Linked DNA regions of Mus musculus: region 2 is linked to region 1. Evidence: chromatin contacts called from public HiChIP or PLAC-seq data. All regions are on one chromosome and are shown on one strand. The core of a region is the stretch at or near the end of the contact, and the rest is flanking DNA. Distances in the headings are between cores, read along the strand shown.

The links. HiChIP or PLAC-seq counts read pairs in DNA pulled down with a chosen protein or histone mark.
Region 2: an H3K27ac HiChIP or PLAC-seq map of microglia shows a contact between it and region 1, with 4 times the contacts expected there. The contact joins the enhancer-like site here to the promoter of 0610040J01Rik in region 1. A contact is called at or near these places in 7 of 39 promoter capture datasets (the C10 cell line, embryonic stem cells, liver and 2 more), 1 of 15 datasets of contacts at CTCF or cohesin (large pre-B cells), 31 of 484 Hi-C or Micro-C datasets (B cells, Sertoli cells, bone marrow-derived macrophages and 18 more), 9 of 115 datasets of contacts at active chromatin or transcription factors (bone marrow-derived dendritic cells, embryonic stem cells, fetal liver and 5 more) and 5 of 9 other capture datasets (adipose tissue, embryonic stem cells, liver and 2 more).

Annotation. Positions count from the first base shown.
Region 1 is chr5:63,811,030-63,814,466 of GRCm38.p6, forward strand. 0610040J01Rik (RIKEN cDNA 0610040J01 gene) reads left to right here and starts at 1,466. Exons shown (of 4, transcript NM_029554.4): 1 at 1,466-1,566.
Region 2 is chr5:63,856,679-63,860,450 of GRCm38.p6, forward strand. All of the region lies in intron 1 of 0610040J01Rik (RIKEN cDNA 0610040J01 gene), which reads left to right. Among named protein-coding and RNA genes, the nearest start is that of 0610040J01Rik, 46 kb to the left of the region's middle. Within about 2 kb of position 2,418, at least 8 of the 459 cell types and tissues checked have an H3K27ac peak or open chromatin away from gene starts, as enhancers often do. A contact at or near this core is called in B cells, microglia and pro-B cells, where this site is marked.

The DNA of each region.
Region 1 (3,437 bases), core at 216-2,715:
CACCAAGAACACGGAAGTAAATGAAATAGCTCTTGCATTCTAGAATTCCAGACTCAGCAGCAAAATAGGGAGAAAATAAGTTCCCTGTGTACCCGTGCAAGGGGTACCCTTGTGGCTGGAGCAGGAAATAGCCAAGGACTAGTGCCGCTCGGGAATTCCCAGGTGAGTGAACACGACCTTGGAGAACCTCTCCAGATACCTTCACACACACACATACACACACACACACACACACACACACACACACACACACACACACACACCGTTGATCTGAGAATTCCCATATATACCTCCCCCCACCCCAAAATATCTTTAAACATGGCAGGCAGCATTGGAAAGCTTTGGTGATATTGTAAACAACAATCAGATGCAATTGTGTATGTAGTTCTCAACAAAACAATTACTTTAAAAGAACTTTAAATACCCAAGAGTTAAAAGAAAACTAAAGGCATTATCAAGTTTCTTACCTTCCTCTCTTTACTACTACTGAGTTGAACCTCAAAGTTTCTCCCCACTGACTCTAAAAACCCAAAACAAATTCCAAAGTCTCTTTTTGATCCGAAAAACCTAATTCATATATAAATGGACCAGTATCCCATGGAATTTCTGACAAGGCTGGAAATTGAACCTGAGCATCATTTATTCTAACAAGAAATTTTTTTCTTCAAATCAATAAATGACATTCAACAACGTATGATTTCCCTCGTAAATCGACATTTGAAAGCACAAAGGTATTTTAGCACTAAAAAGGACAAAAAAACCACTGAGTGTTCTCCCATAGAGCGTGGCAAATGCCTGTGAAGACAGCGGGGATGTCCAACTCAAAACTCGCTGGAGAAAATTAGGTCTTTGGGAAGTTCTCTCAGTTGCTTCTCCCCGCATTGCCTTTTAATCCTCTCACTGCGAGCCTTGAGCATGGAGAGGAAAGAGAGGAAGCTAGATGGCGCAATTGCTCAACACATTTTCCTGGCTTCTGGAAATGCCAGCTCTCCACAGCTTCTGGGCCAGGTGGACCGAAGACCGAAATCTTAAACCGAATTTCAAGATTAAAGCACCGGTTCTCTACCCTTCGTAGGTAAAGTGTGTTGGGTGAAGTGTCCCATATCCTGACACTCCAAGGGAAGGGGTCTGAAACCGGGGTTCTTTCACGTGTCCCACTAATAGCCTTTGGGGCACAGGCAAGTTTGTAGCCCCTAGGAACGACCGTCACTGCAGCGTCTGAGCAGATTGTCTAGCCATCGGGCGGGCGACAAGCAATGTGCGCTCGATCTAGCAACTAATGCGGGCTGGCTCGCTGACCACTCACTCAAACATAGATCACCGGACGTCCCCTTGTCCCTGTCGCCTGCGCACGCGGGCCAAGGCGCAGGTAAAGGGTTACCCTTGCCTGGGAGGCTCGCCCGCTCCCCGTCCACGTGACGCGGCGGCCCAATGACCGCAGCCCGGGCTGAGGCTGCAGCGCGACAGGCTCCGGGCGTCGCTGACCCACTCGCGTGTCCCAGCGCGGACGCCCGAGGCCCACGAAGCCATGGGCGCCGCGACTCTGGAGCCGCCGCCCCGCCGCAGGTAAGTACGGTCCGGGACTGCGCCGGGCTCCTCCGGGAAGAGGGCTGGTCCTGGGCGGGAGTCCCGACTTTGCTTCTGGGCTCCCCTTCTCTCAAGGGGACGCGAGGAGGAACTATGAGGCAAGGCAATGGATGATTTGATGACTTCAGGAGAAGTCACGGAATTCAACCTAGGCATGCTAAGAGTGGCGACAAGAAACAGGTTTCCAAACTAAAGGCGCTGGTGCTGGTTGGGTAAAATGGTTTATTTTTAAACTCCCAATTCCTGAGCTCTCTGCTGTTCCTGGGAACTTAAACCTGGACAAATTGTAAGAGATCTTCCCATCTCCCTGTGTCCCGGGGTCACCATATTTACGCTTCTAGGGGGGTTTTATTGATTAAAACGGGAAAGGAATTTGATCGCCCCCGCCCTTCTTTGAAATGTCCTTGGGTTCTGGGGTTGGGTCTATGGCGATGGTGAGGGTGCATGAAGGGACAACGACGCTGTGGTGTTCCGCAAGAGCCTGGGACTAGGAAAGTGGGCGCCAAAGAGAGAGAGCTAAATGGTCGCAGGCTGTAAATATTTAATAGACAAATATCTACCAGGTCAATCGCCTGGGTCTTTGTAGCCTGGACAGCCCTGATGAGGTGAGATTATATATATATATATATATCACCAATGCAGAATTTTCCAGTAATACCAGGCAGATATCAGGGGGACTTTTACCCACTCCCAGAACCATAATTAACCTTAAATGCAAAACAAAATAATTCCATCTCCATCGACTCTGAATGTCTACTTTTCCATCCTGGTATAGACATTTGCGCGATGAATGTAGAGGAAGTGGGTGTTCCAGGAGTCACTTCTGTGCTGGTTTCTGCGAGAGTGTTTGTTGGTTGTGGCCTGTGGCTGATTGCCTTGGGTGGCTGTAACTCAGCTATGGTGAAGAATATCGCTGGAGAAAAGAAAGTCTTGGAACCGTGAATGGAAAAGAAGTGGGAGTAGTGGTTATTTTTTAAAGGCAGTTGGTTCTGTATTTGTTGAAGTTGTTTCCTCCCACATAATTTTCCAGTTAATACTATCTTAAGGAGGATACAATAGTATTTCCCTTATACTTGTCTAGTTGATACTATTTTTAGGAAGAAATAATAGTATCTCCCATATATGTTTCCAGTTACTACTGTAAAGAGGAGATGGTAGCTCTCCTCATCTAAGCACCAGTGCCTCTGAAACACCTTGCTAGCCTCTTTGGTAAAAATCCTTGTCCTAGGACAGGTCTCCACAACAACAATATGGAGCCTCGGTCCTTTAGGAGAGTTCTGGGTTGTTAGTGTTTCTGGGAAGTATGAAGAATCAGTAAACAGCCAGCTCCAAGGCTCAGTGGGAGATTCAGAGGTGACAGGCAGACACAGGAAGGTGATGTGTGGTTCATTTCTCCTGCTCACCAACTCTTGCCCATCTTTTGATCCTGCTCCTTCACTTCTTCTACAATCAATGTTTATTTCATGCCCCCTGGGGACTCATTACCCAGGAAGGTTTTGATACCTAGTAATTTCTAAAGATAAATGTGGTTCATGTTCACTATATTCCAAAGAAATTTTGCAGACCTGGAATTTAAGATGAAACAAACGAACAAACAACAAAACAAAACAAAACAAAACCCTTGCTTACTGTCTCAGCACATTCTCTTTCCTAAAAATGGAAAGATTCCCTAACTTCTGACCCAGCACTTCTCAGAACCTGAAACCTGTGTTCTCAATGCTGGGACCAGGAGCCAGTCTCAGCCCAAGGGCAAAGCAAGCCCTGACCTCTTCCTGTCACTGGTGGAGGTGCCCAGTAGCCCACTGCCCATGTTTCTTAGAAAGGACTCCGGCTTTTTGCGTGACTGAGTA
Region 2 (3,772 bases), core at 1,168-3,667, 47 kb after region 1:
TCTCACATGAATCCATTAGGAGGCTTGATTCTGAATGGGCTGTTGGAGGGTGGGCGGATTAGAAGATACAGTTCAGGGGGTTATACCTTCAGAGACTCTGTCTTGTCTCCAGAATCTTCTCCCCGTCAATTTGACTTCCTGGCTGCCACCAGATGAGCATCCTTCCTTCCTATCAAACATTCCTGGTGCTGTTAGATCCAGCCTCGTCTTAAACCCAAAGCAATGGAACCACCCACCTATGAGCTTAAACCAGGAGCCAGAGTAAACTTTTTCTGTTTTCAGATTGTTTCCCTCCTGATGCTGAGGCAGAGAATGGTGCACTTAAAGCTGGTCTAGGTTATAAAGTGAGTTCACGGACAGTCCTGGGCAACTTAGTGACACACTATCTTTATATATATATATTTGAGTGAATGGGAGTCTAGGACTAAAGTCCCAAGGTAGACATTACCTGGCATGTACTAGGCCCTAGGTTCAATCCTCAGTACACACACACACACACACACACACACACACACAATCACTAAATAAAGTTTTTTTTTTCCAGGTAACAGAACATGGTATCCGACCTTCAATATTGCTGGTAGAGAAGGCCCCACTTCAGAGGCCTTCTGCATTAGCTCTTACTTTAAGATAATCTTCCAGGCAACTTCTAGATTGGAGGAAGTATAGCCACCAGTGGCTTACAGGAAGGGAAACAGAAATTTGTCTACTGCGCTTAGACACAGATCAATCCTCTGCATTTGGGCCCACCACCTGAAGCAAGTGCAAGCCATTTGAGGATCTCTGTAGTACCCCTTCCTTCATCTAGTTCACTCTGCTAAGGTCCACTAAGTGAGCACCATTTACCTACCTGCCTCTATCTTCCAAAAATACTGCTGTCACCTTCCCCTGTTTTATTGAGAAAGAGACAGACAGACCGACAGACAGACAGACAGACATCATTTAGATATGAAGTATCCCTCAAAATGTTTGTCCCAAGCTACAGGATCAGCTCATAAAAACTTGTCTGCACTGTGGATCCCCTCAATCCTGAGATAAAACATGCAGGAGAAGGACAGCTAGTTTAGAGACGTCCACTGTAGTAGGAATGAATTGAGTCCAAACTCTGCCATGTGCCTTTTACTGACATCTGAGTCCATGATCAGCCATATGTATTACAGTTGCTCCAAATATTATATTGGGACTGAAGAATTTCATTTACTTAATGAAGCTAGAGATGTCATGAAATAATACCACAGTCCAGTATCTGTGTTTGTGGTTGGGCTAATATAAGTAGACCTGGTGCCTTGACCATTGAAGGGAGGATAGCATTTCCTCTCTCCAGCTCCAGCTCTGCATCTGTTAGATGGATTTACTGAAGGAAAAAACAAACAAACAAACAAACCTTACCTTAAAGATTGTAAAATAGCTTCCCAATGTGTAACTGGTAGTCAATAAATCTCATATTGTTAAAGTGTCAAAAAAAAAAAAAACTTGTCTGCATACTGGGGAACCTAAGGAATGAGAATGAATGAATGAATGAATGAATGAATGAATGAATGAATGCTGTGATGGATTTATTGTATGATAGTACATCGGGAGTGAGTGGAAAACTTGAAAATTGAAGGCACAGTAGAAGGAAGGAAGTCACTGTCTCATCCTGGAAACCTACCTGTCCCCACCCCTTCATGGTTCTTTTGCTTCTTGTCTGCCATCTCAGGAGCAACTTTGTCCTCCCTGATGTCTGCCTCACTACACGTGCAGAACAATAGAGCCAAGCAGCCCTGACTGGAAGTCTCTGCTACCATGAGTGAAAATGAGCCCTTCCTTCTTTTAATGGTTTCCCTAAGCTACTTATAGTAAAGGAAAAAAATGTCCGATTAACATGTTCAGTCCACTGCATTTACTTGGTGTCCTACCAATACACACAAAAATAAGAAAAATAAATAAGTAAATAAGGATGATATTTGTCAATATACACCCTCGTCCAAGAATACATAACTGTTTATTCTAATTTGTGGTAATTTTCAAGCTTCACTGGAAAATTACTTTAAAAATTATTGTCACAAAATAATAATTCACTTGCGGGAATGAGTAAAGTGAATACTACATTTATTATCTCCCAGACACTGTTTTTCTGCTGTTTCCTCAGTAGGGTGCAAATAGCATTTTGAGGAAGAGAATTCTCTGTAGTGTGAGGTAAACCCATACATTTATAGTTTGATTGGGACATAGCATTGAATACTACTCCTGTTTTCCCGTCATGAAGACACTAAAATTCAAGTCCCCTCCTACTGCAGAAGAAGTAGGGAAGTCGGACCCTTCTCTACCCAGGTCCTCGGTCTCATTAGTAAAAGTTCTGATAGACACAGGCCGAGGGTCAGCAAGCCAGAGTTTTATTTAGAGGAGGAAGCAGATGAGGAAGTGAAAGAACACATGTCAGGAAGCAGTGTGGGCAACTTCCGGAAGGCTGTCCCGATGGGATGCTCTAGAATGGTCTGAGATGTTGATGAGTGCGGAGTATTGAGTGGGGACCTTTGGATTATCATACAGAGATGCCATGAGATTAAGACCCTTTGGGGCTACAGTGGACTTGTCAGTGCTAACGCCTGACTTCAAAACTGGGCAGAACTTCCAATCTACCTCTGCTTGGCTCCTCTCAGTTGTTAAAAGATATCAAGGAGCCTTCTTGGGCCACCTTAACCAAAAACCAAGGATTGCGTGACTTAAAGTACAGAAAGGTATTTTCTTATATTTCCAGAAGCTGGGAAGTCCAAGATCACAGTTCCAGTACGTTTTAGTCTCTGAGGAAGTCTTTTTCCCTAGCCTTCAGATGGCTCATCTTTGCTTGTCTTCATATGGCCTCTCCTTGGTTCAAGGATAATGGGTTTATAAGACACTAATGCTATTAGGTAAGGGCCTCGTCCTTATGACCTCCATTAACCTCAGTTACCTCGATTAAAGGTACACCTCTAAGTACAGCTACACTGGGTGTTAATATTGAACTATAGGCATGAAGGGATCACAAATATGCAGGATGTAAAAATTCAGAGAGGATCAAGAACAAGTTATTACATTTAGATACTGAGTGCATAGCTTAACTTTATTCAGTCTTAGTGTAGAGGTAGGGCCGGAAGACATGGAGACAGGAGAAGGATAGGATCTTGAAGAAGATGTGGTGTTGAGCCATATCTACTGACAGTGAAGGCTTGAGAGATGCAGGCCCATCGGGTATCCCATCAGAGCTGAGGACCTACTGATGAGATGATCGAGTTAGAGCAGACAGCAGTGTTCAGTGCTGAGAGAACACCTGAGATGGGCTAACTTAGAATCAATTCAAACTTACTGACCCACAGTTTGCTATGCAGAAAGTCTAATATCAAGAAGCTTATATCTGGCATTGACAGGAAGATCTTTCCCTCCCATCTCTTGACAAAGAAAGGCAAAGACGACACAGGGCTGTGAAAGTCAGTCACCCTTTTAACACTGAAATCCAATCCATAAGGACAGAGCACTCATCGATCAAATCTTTAGGGCTGCAAGTCCCAAGTGTTAGAATGACAGCTAAGTGTCAGCATGAATTTCCAAGGAGACACAGATTCAGGCCACGGGCTTCTGCCTGTGGCCCTAACATGCATATCCTTCTCACATGCAAAATATCTTCATCCATCTCTTATGGCTGTAAGCCTTAACTGGCTCCTGCATCAACTCAAAAGTCCAGAGTCGTCTCTGAGTCAAATGGGGGCAAATCGAATGATATATAATACATCCTGAGGCAAATCTCGAAAGCTAT